Regions from separate parts of the Zea mays genome. Here region 1 is linked to region 2. The links are chromatin contacts, called in public Hi-C maps. All regions are on one chromosome and are shown on one strand. Each heading gives the region's core, a stretch centred on a gene start, on an enhancer-like site or on the middle of the called end of the contact. The rest is flanking DNA. Distances are from core to core; before and after follow the strand shown. Region 1 holds the start of LOC103632502 (DNA topoisomerase 6 subunit B). Region 2 overlaps LOC103632498 (protein ENHANCED DOWNY MILDEW 2).

Region 1 (6,619 bases), core at 2,573-5,072, 390 kb after region 2:
TTTGTTTTTTAATTCAGAAAATATACTTAAATATATATAAATATATATTTAAATATTCCAAAACAAAATCATAATAAATCTAAAAAATAAAAATACCCAAATCTTAGAATAAACATTTTAGACAAAAATCTATTTTTAAATAAATTTGGTTCACAAAAGGGATAAAATCAATAAAATGTTATTTGTTGTGCTTTTTGTGAATACTCACAACAAAAGTTATTAACATAATAAAATACACATTAAAAAATATTGTTGTAACAATTCATTATTACTTATAAAACAAGATCATTCTCACACAACTAAATCCAAGAATTGGATTTGAAATTCAAATCAAACAAAATATATGCTTCGACAAGAATGCATCAAACACTTTGATAAAATTTTACTATTTAAGAAATTGTTCAATTTAATTATATCACCATTTCTTTATTTGCTAATATAAATATTTTTTCTTTCTACTGGTAATTAATAATATAAACTTTGTTTTTTCAAATGATGGATTTGGGATGTTACAGTTTGATAAAAGATGTGTTTTCTTCTTAACCATTGGATTCAAGCACATGAATTGATGTTATGTCCTTCTTTAGGCTTGAATACATGTCAATAATGCACAAGTCACATTGTTTTTGAGTTGTGTTAAATGATCAGGATGGGAATGGAGACAAAGTGGTCACCCTGCTTGGTCGGACAACCTAGTTGTCGGCGACGTGGCTTTGGCCAGGCGACCACCATTCTTTCTCCATTGTCGATTCTTGTAATTTGGTGGTGTCATGCATAAAATTATCATACACAACTCGTGGAACCTATTAGATAACACAAATTTGGTCCCATAGAACTCCTTAAACACAAAATGTTGGTGGTCACAACACGTTTTTATGTCCACCATAAATAAGATGGTCGCTTTCAGACAATTTATGTCGTTTAGATGCTAGATTCATAGATTTCTTATATGGTCATGTTGAAGCCTATAAAGACAATTTATGACTTAGGACAATTTGTTTTATCATCATTGTTGAAGCCTATAAAGAGTCATGTTACTATATGCGGTGATATTCATGGACAATTTCATGATCTTGTTGAACTCTTTCCGAACTGGTGGAAATGTACCTCATTATTTTCTGTTCGTTTGCTTCTGTCACTTCTTTGATTTAATAAAGAAAACATGAGTATTCCAATATTTCGAAACTTCCACTTTTACCATTGTCCAAATACAAACTACCTGTTTATGGGAGATTATGTTGATCATGGTTACTACTATGTCAAAATTATCACTGTGAGTGTAACTCACATGGCTTTATGTTATCACCATCAACATATTCATCTACCCATAGTGGTCATGGGCAGTATAGATGTGCAGTGGGCACTCTATTGAAAAGCATATCATATTTGCCTTTTGTTGTTCCTACTTCAAATCTCTAAATTGCAGAACTTCACTAATTATTGGCACTAATTTCATACACCACAAACAAACAACTTTTGGTGGCTTTAAAAGTTCGATGTCATAAGAGGACCACCATTTTCAGAGGAAACCATGAAAGCCGACATGTATACAATTTTTTGTTTGACAAATTGTTCATGTTTCGCAGCGTACCTCACACCTCCCGTCATGGAGTCGATCATCCTCCGCCTTCTGTCCTATGGCCACACGCTCGACTTCTTCCACCACTCATACTATCCCCTCAATGCCATGGCGTCACTCCTGCCACCACACTAACATGTGTACCTCGACCACCTCGCCACAGATGTGCTCGCCTCTCACTGCTCCATGACGTACGACGTATTGGGTTCCTCCTTCGCCGCCTTGGCACTACTCGCGCCTTCTATACATTGTTGTCCATGTCTTTGATGCAGCGACTACGACGCTTAGCTACGCCCCAAACTTATACATGTACAACTGCCTCCTCGAAACGCTCGCCAAGGTCGGCCGCACGAAAGGCGCCTAGACATAGTTGTAGGAGATGGTGGCGAGGTGCAGTGATGAGAGGGTAGATAACTAGATAAATCGTGCGCGTGTCGTCCTAAAGAGCGTGCGCTATGTTACAGAGAATGAGTGAGAGGGCACGTGTTGACGATGCTTATTGTGTCGTTCAACAAGTGGGGAAACATGGAGGATGTAGTTGAGTTGCTTAGGGGGATGGAGGCACTTGACATGTGACAAGCGAGAACACATTGAGCGTTTTGATACCTAGATTTGCTAGGCAGCGGAGGGTTGATGTGGCATGGATATGTTTGGTAAGATGGCCAGTTATTGATTCAGTCTGGATTTGGTGATGTATAATGTGTTAATTGAGGGACCATGTCATGGAAATGAGATGAGGAAGGCTGTGAAATTGCTCAAGTATATGAAGAGGGATAGGGTTACACCTGATGTTCGCTTGCTCAAGATGATAATAGAAGCATTCTGTAGGTTAGGAGATTTCTCTACTGTTGGCCCATTCATTAATGAAAATGTAGCGTATTTGAAACCCAACAATGTTGTTCTATTGTATAATAATGTGATTCTTGAAGGTCTTATTAACCATGGAGAGGTAGAAGCAGCATGTCAGTTACTCAACTCCATGGTGCATGGTGGTCAGAGGGTTAGTGATGACGATACTGTTGGTGTGCATATTTTTATTATCAATGAAGAAGTTGAACCAAACTTTGATTTGTTTAATATTGTTGTGTCTGGCCTTTGTGAGACTAGATCTAGCTTTGGCTCTCACAAAAACATGGTTGGCCTTGGTTGCAAGGGAAAGTTTTTGGTGTTTAATGATTTGATACTTGAATTGTGCAATTTGGATAAACCAGAAGCGAAGGATCTTGCGAGTAATACACAAAAAAGATAGAATATAACTCTCCATTCAAATGGATTGCTAGAGTCACTTGGGCGTGTTTGGCATGGTTCTGTTCCACTTCAGAGTAGCTCTACTCTAAAACTCTGGGTGGAGCAGCTCCGCTCTAGAGTTTAAATTGTTTCTCATAACCAGTGACAGTTAAATAACTCTAAACTCCACGTCTAGGTTGTTTTTAGAGTTTTCGGAGCAGCAAAGCAGGTACTCCAAAAATTTGTACTACAACTCTGAAAATTCCATTGAGTTTGTAACCCTGGAGTTAGAGTGAACTTCTTCTTAGAGTTCTACTCCGGAGCCATGCCAAACACGCACTTAGTCGTCCCAACACATTGATATATACTTTCACCTAAAATTTAGGGGGTGTTTTTTTTGGATTACAATCTATCCAGATTATATAATCCGACAAATTAAACAAAAATGATCTCGGTAGACTATAATCCCAAAAAATACCCCCTTTAGAGCAATAATTCTCTAAAACTAAATCAATAATTTAGGTAGTTAATATAAAAACTCTTCTCCAACAGTTCTCTAAACGAGTTTTATAAATTTAGCAGTTCTTATCTAACCTCATTTTCTCTCTATATTTGACAACTATTTAGCAACTCACTAAACAAAAATGTTGACTGCATTATGTAGTTAATGGAGATGATTGTTCACATTTGTGTCTTATTTTTTATGTGGATAGATACAAAAAAACTTCAAATTATATTTAGAAAACTACTAGAGAACTCATAATTCTTTACTCCTAAAGTTATTTAATAACTTATTAAATCTATGATTTAGATAGCTAAATTTATATAATTATTGGAGCTGCTCCTAGCTGGATAAAATTCCGTTAGGTGGAACCATTAGTTTGGAAACATCATTTTTCTCTCAAGAAGATGTTTTCACCCTAAACGGGCAAAAACCAGTTTTCGTAAAAGTCGGCGTTGTTGATTGATTATTACTTAAAAAATGCCATTTTTTCAACCATGATTTATGTCGAGTGTCTAATTTCTTATGGACCATTTCGATACATCTGGTACGATAGTCCGCCCAAAGTCCCAAACGGACCCACATTTGGCTCAGACTTTTGAGAGATCGCGCTCTCCAATTTTGCACCCGAACCCTAGCTACCGTCTCAATTAGATCCGACCTCGCCATGAACACCTCCGACGACGAGGCCATTGCCGCCGCTGCCGAGACCAAGAAGAAGACTCCCAAGGCGGCGGCGGCCAAGGGGAAGGCAACGGGGAAGGGGAAGGCGGCCGCCGGCCCCAAGACGTCGGCCAAGGAGAGCAGCCTCCTTAAGCAGAGTGAGCTCCCTCCCCGATCCCATTTCTCATTAAGATTTTCAGTACTTTGGGTCGGTTTATCTTATACATTTTGTATCTTTTCTGGGTGTTCTGCTGCAGAATCGCCCGCCGAATTCTTCGCTGAGAACAAGAACATTGCCGGGTTTGACAATGTGAGTTGTTCTCTAAGGACTTTTAGCCGATTTGGGTGCAACAGCTAGATTTCGTGCGTTTGCGAAATTTAGCTAGAATCAGTGTGGAGATGCCCTGTTATCTTGTCGACAGATAATTTCACTTCTTTATTTTCCTTCTGGTTCAAGCACATTCTTATCTATAGATTAAACTTAGACCACATCTGGCAGTGGGAAACAAACAAAAACTATGATTAAAGGATATTACTCATTCTAGTTGTAGTACACTTTTGAGGAGGAAATTTATAAGATACTATCGTAGTCATTATTTCACAGAGATACTGATGTAATGGTGCTGGTCAGCCTGGTAAATCCCTGTACACCACGTTGCGGGAGCTAGTTGAGAATGCCCTTGATTCCGCCGAATCCATATCGGAGCTCCCTGAAATAGAGATTACAATGTAAGTAATCCCCAAATGTATTCTTTGTGGTCTTTTGCTATGTTGCCGTACGGGACAGTGCCCATAAGTTTGTTTTGCCATATCTTTGTCAGAGAAGAGATCACGAAGACCAAGTTCAACACAATGATTGGGCTAGTGGATCGACAGCGTGTTGACGAGGCACTATATGATGATTTTGAGTCAGAAAAGGCTCGTGAGGTAAGATGAGCACCTAGGTTTGTAGTAGTTTGACCATGGATGATGTGTTGAGAGGGGTGAGACTTCACAAACTTACCTCTTTGTATTATCATAATTTTAAGTCTGATGAAGCTGTATGATTCACAATACTTAGAAACGCCTAGCCAAGGAAGCACGTTTCCAAGAATCTCAGGCTAAAAATGCTGCACTTGGGAAGAAAGTTAAGGATGCTCCATCTGTTCGAGGAAAAGGTCGGGGTGAGGCTGCATTTTTCAAAGTGACTTGCAAGGTATTGTTGTGACAATGTGATTTATGATATACCCGATGAGAATATATTTTCTTAACTTTGATCTTTATTATTCCCCCCTTACGGATGCAGGATAATGGTAGAGGTATGCCACATGATGATATCCCAAATATGCTTGGGAGAGGTAAGTTTTTAATGGTATATTTAATCCGTAATTGCTGAATTCAAACAGTTTGGTCCTTTCTTACTTGGAGAGGAGATAGTACCACGATGTCCAATATCATTGGAGTTATTTACATTGGTGCAGTTTTGTCGGGCACAAAGTATGGTTTGAGGCAAACACGTGGGAAATTTGGACTCGGTGCTAAAATGGTAATTTTTTTTTGCGTACACAATTGAGAAGAAGCTTTCTAAATTGTATGTTGCTGTGGACTATTGTTTTGTATCTTTTTGATAGTTAAGAATGAATGCAAACAGTTAGTTGATTCTGCATTGTCATGAAATGTTGAAGTTGTTTCCTTTCTATTCCTTGGGAATGACTGTCTTTGTGTTTGCAACTTTGCATTAGATTGTGCAAGTGTGCAACCAAGCAATACTCGTCTTATGCTGTTTGTCATGGTACTTTTATTTCATTTTCTACATAGCCATGTAAAACTTTCATCATAACTAAAGTAAAATGTTACAATCATAATAGCAATTTGTTTGCAGTTGGCATAATCATCCTTTTCTTTCACTTTGACTATACCTTTAAGTGTGTAGTGGGATCCTAGGGCATGATAATAATGCGAAGAGAGGCATGAAAAAACCGAAGTTGACATGGGAAGAGACAGTAAAAGGAGACTTGAAAGGATGGATTATACCTAATGATTTAGCCTTGAATAGGAGCAAATGAAAAACAACTATCCACGTGCACGAACCTTGATTTGTGGCTTCTGCTGGGTTTTTAACTCTAGCCTACCCCAATTTGCTTAGGACTAAAATACTTTGCTGTTGTTGTTGATTATACCTTTAAGTGATTTATTATTACTTTGCCCTCTTGTTTGTTATTTCAAATTTGATGGTATTCTTTTGCTTAATCTATCCCATGCCTAAGAGATGCTCACCGTGTTTTGCCTCTGTAAAATAGCTTAATACAATAAACATGTGACCTATGATATTCTCATGGATTATTATTATTTTAGTGGCTCTAATGTTCTGTTTATCTTATAATTGTGGATTAGAACAGGCACTTATATGGTCAAAGATGAGTACAGGGCTTCCTATTGAAATTAAATCATCGATGAAAGGCCAGAACTATACTTCCTTCTGTCGCCTGGACATAGATATTCATAAGTAAGTACAGCTTGTTGGTTTGTGTGTCTGTTCAACACATGTACTGACTTAATATTGCTATTTATCTCTATTTATGTCCATGCTTATCAAGGCGTCCATTAAGCGTCGCCTTAGCGTCGCTTTAGCGCTAAGGCGCGCTCATAGGGCAAGACGTCTTGCTCGC
Region 2 (7,181 bases), core at 1,762-4,261:
TTTAGCCGTCTTATGAAAGAAAAACTCGACAAAGTTCAGAAGAAGTGCCATTTCAAGAATTATGATCTTATCCAACCACAGGTAGTATTGATGACAATTGAGTCCTTTGTTCGATTTTTCTTTATCACATGGCCTTTTAGGCCTCTTTTGGAATGGAGGAAAAGCAAAGGAATTTTAGAGGATTCGATTCCTATGGAAAGTTTTCCTATGAGAGCCTTTGGAACAAATGATTGAATCCTATCAACTCCTTAAAATTCCTATGGAATGGTATCTCCCGTAGCAATTTTGGAGGAAAATAAACATGAGATGTGCCATGCATTCCTATGTTTTCCTGCACATTATCCAAACAGATGTTTGTGACTTTCATGTCTTATAAATTCATGTAGGATTCCAATCACATGGACATTCTAATCCTGTGTTTTTCCTATTCATGTGTTTTGATAATCATGTGTTCCAAAGGAGCCCTTAACATCAAATAATAGATTGATCTGAGGAATCTTACCTCAGATCGAGATGGCTTTTGACCTTCCCTCTCCCATGAAGGTGCCTGACCACCGGGTGGCGCATTGTAGAGGGTCGGGGTGGGAGCGGGTGTCTCAGTCTTCATGGTGAGCTCCTCGAGAAGCTCATTGTAGACTGCGTGGAAGGTGGGGAAGCGGGGAGCTGCGCGACCGGTGCTGGGGTCCGGCAGCGGTGGGATCTCGCCGGCTGTGAGGGAGGGGTGTCGGCGGCTGGTGGTGGAAGGAAGGGGAGAGGGCAGCCGACGGCTGGGGTGGGGAAAAAAATAACCTAGCTCCGATACCATGTGGGAAACCTAAACGGGGTTCTGACAAGAACAAAAGGGGGAGAGAACCCCATTACACCACACACATTACACACCAACACTAGAGCTACTAAGCGACGTGAAAGATGAAGATGAACTATTAGGCGGATGAAGGCAGAAGAAAACCGTCGGAGCAGATGAACACACTTCCTTATTCATATAGTAGAGATTATCATGCTATTCATTCAAAGTTTCATTTGAAGATTTCAGGGTTAGGAGTTGGTCATGATTACTTTCTCTTCAGAGTTATTACTTCATGTAATATGTATGTGCTTCCTGCGTTGCAGAATCGCTTCTGCTTTGAAAAGAGGGATTGGATGACTGTGCAGCCAAACGAGCTGCCTCATGGATCCCAACTAGTATGTTCTATTTGTTATTTATTGAGACAATTTAGTTTATCTTATATAATTACAACATTCAATTGTTTATTGAGTAGATTATGGGTCTTAATCCTCCTTTTGGAGTCAAAGCAAGTCTTGCGAACAAATTTATTGACAAAGCATTGACATTCAAGCCTAAGCTCATTGTACTAATTGTCCCTAAAGAAACTAAAAGGTATGTAACATATTCCTGTTGTCCTGAGTATTTTGGTCAACATCTTCTCAGGTTTCCTTTTGGGAAATTGTGTTTCCTCTACATTTATCCACTTCATATCCAGGTTAGATCAGAGGAGAACACCTTATGATTTGATTTGGGAGGACAGTGAGTGTCTTTCTGGCAAGGTAATAACTTACATTCATTGTATTGAATTTCTTTTGTCTGTTCTTCTCTAGTTGTTTGACCTAATACCTTTCTTGAAATTGGCAGTCCTTCTATTTGCCTGGTTCTGTGGATCTTAATGATAAAATAGTTGAAGGGTGGAATGCATCTGCGCCACCCCTCTATTTGTGGAGTCATCCTGGTTGGACAAAGAAGCACATGCAAGTGGCTGAAGAGCATGGTCATACTTGTATGGGGAAGATAGCTTGCCATGTTGAAGAGAGTAATCTATCAGATGACCTGTCCGTGAGGAAACAATCTGATGCTACAAACAAACTGAACTCGAGATCAGGGAAAGAGACTCCATTCAATGACAGAATGTCCAATCTACTTGATGATGGTTCTGCTAGGAAGCAAGCAAGATCTGAAGAAGAGAAGAGAACTCTAGGGAAGATAGAACACCATGTGAAAAAGGCTAATATACCAGATAACCTCCCAGTGAAGAAAGAACCTGAAGCTTCCAGCAAAGTCATGTCGCATTCTGGAAAAGATAGAAAGATTGGCAGATACAACAGGAGGAGACATGACAACAGGAGCAGCAAGGGGACACCTGATCACACAGAGAGCCTCCCCCCTGAAAAGCAAGTGGAAGTTGCATATGAGGAAACAAGAGTTATTCCTAGCAAAAAGATTGCTCATAATGAAAAAAAGAGCGCGCAGTACAACTACGAGCAAACTGCAGCAGGGATGCCAAACATGAGGTCTAGAGGAGGGGATTCTGACATGAGTATCTCACCCCCAGTCAGTTGCAATGCTCGAAGCAAACCCATGAGCTATTCCCTGACGAGACCAATTGAACACTTGGATACGAATGCTCACCTTTTGGCAGAAGAACCTAGTGACTCTGTGCTCAATAGGGTTCCAAATCATGACAGTTATTTGGCAATCAAAGAGGAATACTGTGATGGATTTAAGAGGAAAAATGATCCTATCTTCAGTCACATTGATGATAGCTCAAGGATGAGGGGCTCCAGCATCGAAGAAGTGACCAAGCCGTATATTACTGCTCCAAACAGTGATCCGTGGTCTAAAGGAGATGGCAGCTTTTACAGGCATCCGAGCTCAGAAGATTTAAACGCTAATGCTGATGTGCTTATGCCAGGATACAGTGCAAGATATGGACAAATTGGTGGTGACAGTAACCCACAAGCTAGTATGGTCCCACTAGCAACAGATTCAAGACTGCATGGTGGAACGGTTGCTGATAATTACCTCTCGGCAAGATACTCCCTTGGATCTTCAGGTGCTCGCGTTAGCCAACCAGCTCCAACTGTTCCCCCTTTTGGGCTCTCAGGTGCAAGTTCACAACGAGGCTCAGTAATGGACAGGTATTCGTATGGGCTTTCGGGTCCGACTGGAACACAGCGCTCAGTTATTGACAGGTATGCGCCGTCCCTCGATGGAACGAACACAACAAGATCGAGGAGCTCCTTGCCTGAGCAGTACCCGTTCGGACAACCTGGCTCTTCCGGTGGCGGGTGGCCTCATCACTGATCGCTGGAACTTGGTCCTCAGATTTGACCAGCAAAAGTGCAACCGATTTCTTGAGTCCGGTGGAGCCTACAACCTATCTACGGCCTAACTTTTTGGATCCTACTAGTCGTTTCTTCCTGGCGCCTTCGACGAAGACATCACCTGTGTCTACCAATACAGAAGTGTAGACTTCAATTCCTACAAATACAGAAGTGTAGGCTTCAATCCTATTGTTTGCTCTGGATTTCTGTTTATGAGCGTATTTACAAGAGTATGTTTGGTCTATGTTAGTATATTAGGAATACAATTCCAAAACCGTTGTACCGTGCCAAAGTTTAATACTATACGTTTGGGTCTGTCGATGAGAAAAAAGGACGAGTGGGTGAGAAGATGCTGCCCTCCGCAGAACTCGATCAGGCCGGTTCCTCTGCGCGTCCTGCTATGAGAGGCTAACCTGAGCCCGACAGAACCGGCTTGGTCGATTTGGGACCTGGTAGGCCGGTATTTTTTTATTGAAGTGTAACTTTCTAAATTAGGTCTTGTTGGTTTGCGTTGGATTGCGTCCGGAATCGTTTCAAGTTTATATAAATTAGAGAAGCAATCCGGTTAGAAATCGTTTCGATCCACTAATCCTAAACAACCGATTGACACCTTAGGGCTTGTTCGGTTTGAAGGGGTTTGAGGGGGATTGGAGGGGATTAAATCCCCTCCTATTTAAATTTGTATAGAAGGGGATTTAATCCCCTCCAATCCCCCTCAATCCACCCCTAACCGAACAAGCCCTTAGTGTTTTTTGTTTAAGTGAGAAGTCATGTTTATCTTTGGTTTCGGTGTTTATATGTTTATCATGGATAAAGAGTCATATAATTATTTTTTGTAAATATAAATTATCAAATATAAATAATTACAAACATAGTTTTTATCACAAAAATATTATATGATCATTATATCTAGTTTGATGCAAGATAAGGATGTTGCCACATAATCATGAAATGCGTTCGTTGTAATAAAATTTGCTTTAGTCAACCACTAGAATAATCACAAATGAAATTGCGAAATATCGTAGTGATCGCAACAATCTTTTTTATGAGTGAGATAGTAGGTACAGAGCTAAAATCTCGATCACAATTAGCATAAAGAACACCCCCACTATAATGCTCATGTTTTTTAGTGAGCATTTCATAATTAAATATTTTATAAAAAATCATTTGATTTTTATAGTCCAAATAATCTCTAGCATTTTGAATAGATAAGTGACCACGATTGAACTTTTCTTTAAAAGAAGGTTTCATGGCTATACTACTCGAATGATATATTTCACCTTTGTACAGAGCTAGATATTCAGGATGGTTGGTAAATCCTACATCAAATCATTTCTGGGGTGGTTGGTAAATCCTACATCAAATGATATATTTCATTCTAGACAGCATTAAATCATTCAATAAACATTAAGTCATTTCTGGGGTGGCTTGGCTCGGCTCTTCCGCGGGGTCGGTTGGCTCGGGGCAGGTGGTTGCACAAGGTGGCATGGGGCGGACGGGTGGGCACATCAGCCAGTCTGGGCTGGCTCGGGCGGGCTGACTTTAATAATTAGAAGAAGCCTAGGCCAGACCGGTTCAGCCACACTAGGTCTTATCATCTATTAAAGGAGTCCCAGACCACTAGGGTTCATTGCCCCTTCATTTTTTGACGCCCCATCCTGACGCACGAGCGACGACGCCCCACTCGCTCGGTGGCGGCCGTTCCATGAGGCACGAGCGACGACAGCGGCCCTGAGGCGTGCGCAGCGGCGACGGTGACCCCGGTGGCGTTGAAGGAAACGATGACGCCTAAGAGGGGTGAATTAGGATTTCTAAAAACTTCTACCTAAATAATTAAATCACTAGAACAAAATCTATGCAAATAAAAAAAATCTAGAGTGTGCAAACTAGGTTTTGTCTAAGTGTTGTTATCTCTACCGTAAAGCCTATGTTTCAATCATGAATATTATAACTAGAAAGAATAGATGGAAACTTAAGTACTTAATGTAAATGCGGAAGGAAAGGTGCAAGTAGAGAAAGTAAACTCTCATGGATGATACCCGTATTTTTATCGAGGTATGGAGATGTTAATCTAATAATGCGGGCGCATGTATGACATGAGGCTGGATCGACCCAACGTGATATTGTAATATAGTTCTCTTTTTGCAACATGTATACTGTGTCCTTAGACCTGAGATTGTCGCATGTTCTCAAAATGTGAATTAACTTACTTAGGGACTATCAAACGCTACTCCGTAACTAGGTAGTTATAAAGGTAGTTTTGGGTTTGTCAGGAAGCATACTGAGGCTTGGTCAGTCAAGATGGAATTTGTCCCTCTCATCTTGAGAGAGATATCTCTGGCCCCTCGAGTGATTGGATCAAGAAATGCATGGTCGTGCTAGGGTTAAGTGTTAACAAATGAAAGGATTCCAATTCACAATATCGAGAAAGACAGGTTAGCTTAGAGCCAGACCAAATATCGTGAGATAAAGGAAACACCATGTACGTAATGTTGCAATAGTTCGTCTGATATGATCTTTACATGCGTGTAGGAGTTGACATGTCTTGCTAGAGGCCGCTGTCAATTATTGGGTAAAGAGTACTTGGGCCATGTCTATATGTACGTAAACCTATAGGGTCACACACTTAAGGGGAAGGAGGTCTAACTCGGATTGGATCCAAAATTAGACAGGGCTTTAGAGTTACTGATGGGCTTCGGAGTCAGAAGCCCACCAGAACGCCTATATAATGAGGGGCAGGGGCGCGGTTAAGTGGACACTAACTTGCCACCAATAAACGAGCAGTCACCCGCCTCTCGCCTAGCCGCCGTCGCGAACCCAACAATTTGGTACGTGACGCTTCCTCCCTGTATGTGTGGATACCTCGGAGGTACTGCATCTGGAGTACTAGGATGAACCGTGCGAGGACGTGAAGAACGTCGGCGACTGCACGACACTGCTCGACACGTTCATCTACATCGAGCGTCTTCCGCAGTCCTGCGCGTCTAGTGGTAATTCCATGAGCTATAACCGGAGTAGTTCTTGGTTTTATGGGTCGAAAAATTTGTTTTACGCTAGTGTAGCCTCCCCATAATCCATCATAAATAGCCTCCCCCTCAATTACAGCCATTAGATAGAAAAGTTGCTGCTTCTATTGTCGGGCGCACCGGACATGTCCGATGCCTTGGCCACGTCAGCCGACCGTTGGATACGACCATTGGTGGACTATCCGGTGGATATGACCATTGGTGGACTATCCCTGTGATAGGAACGGGGGTGCCCAATCTTCCATCAGGTGAAGGTAACTATCGATTTGGTGGAGATGTCACACAGACGATCCGGCTTCCAATCAACACGACTAGACCCTGCAATCGCAGCACCACGTCTCCTCTGGTTATCAACCGTGCATTGGACGATTGACCTCACCACGAGGGCTAATTCCTGCCTGAGAATCGAAGACACAAGCAAGAACAAGAAAGAACAAAATCTAGAATATTGCGGATGAATGATTAAACTCACAAGTTGGGGTCTCACAAACTGATCTACGGCGACTGTTCTTGACAGATCTAAACTTAAGCAAAACCCGCCTCTAACACGGATGTGGCGGCTATTAATAAAGACTCTAGGGTTATGCAAACCCTGGACGCGCCCCTAATGGGCTCAACGAAGATACACGGCCCAAAATCCCAAAAGACGGTGTCGCAGCGCCGGAACAGATTCTGAACGTCAACTTGGGCCTCCATCTTGATCCCGACGTCCTAGCTGGTCCTCCCCTTCATTCCTAAGTACAATTAAATCATTAGGTAGCATACTACTCTCAAATGCACAAGAATAATTACTTAGGAACGAAATCACCTGTAAATTCAATTGTCGAGCGCGTGCGCGAGTAATTGGGTAGTCAACTTGAGGACTGTTGTTTGTATCCATGGGAGTGATGTCCTCATCATCCTCCCCCTCTTGAAGTGGAGTCGTCCTCGACTCAAGCTCATCTTCTTCTCCCAAATATGGCTTTAAATCTGAAATATTAAAGGTGGGACTAATCCCAAACTCGGGGGCAACTCAAGTTTATATGCATTGTCATTAATCTTCTCCAAAATTTTAAATGG

What was found. Hi-C and Micro-C count contacts between places; a contact is called where the count stands out from the background.
Region 1: a Hi-C map of endosperm shows a contact between it and region 2, with 4 times the contacts expected there. The contact joins the promoter of LOC103632502 here to the enhancer-like site in region 2. A contact is called at or near these places in 4 of 25 Hi-C or Micro-C datasets (ear, endosperm, tassel and 1 more).

What each region holds. Positions count from the first base shown.
Region 1 is chr7:81,024,737-81,031,355 of Zm-B73-REFERENCE-NAM-5.0, forward strand. It overlaps LOC103632502 (DNA topoisomerase 6 subunit B), which reads left to right and starts at 3,823. Exons shown (of 19, transcript XM_020541030.1): 1 at 3,823-4,129; 2 at 4,229-4,281; 3 at 4,603-4,700; 4 at 4,793-4,898; 5 at 5,032-5,166; 6 at 5,257-5,308; 7 at 5,432-5,496; 8 at 6,350-6,456. The coding sequence starts at 3,976.
Region 2 is chr7:80,637,995-80,645,175 of Zm-B73-REFERENCE-NAM-5.0, forward strand. LOC103632498 (protein ENHANCED DOWNY MILDEW 2) reads left to right here. Exons shown (of 19, transcript XM_008654289.2): 15 at 1-81; 16 at 1,111-1,182; 17 at 1,260-1,378; 18 at 1,482-1,545; 19 at 1,631-3,444. The coding sequence ends at 3,076. Among protein-coding and RNA genes, the nearest start is that of LOC103632498, 43 kb to the left of the region's middle. Within about 2 kb of position 3,012, at least 6 of the 20 cell types and tissues checked have an H3K27ac peak or open chromatin away from gene starts, as enhancers often do.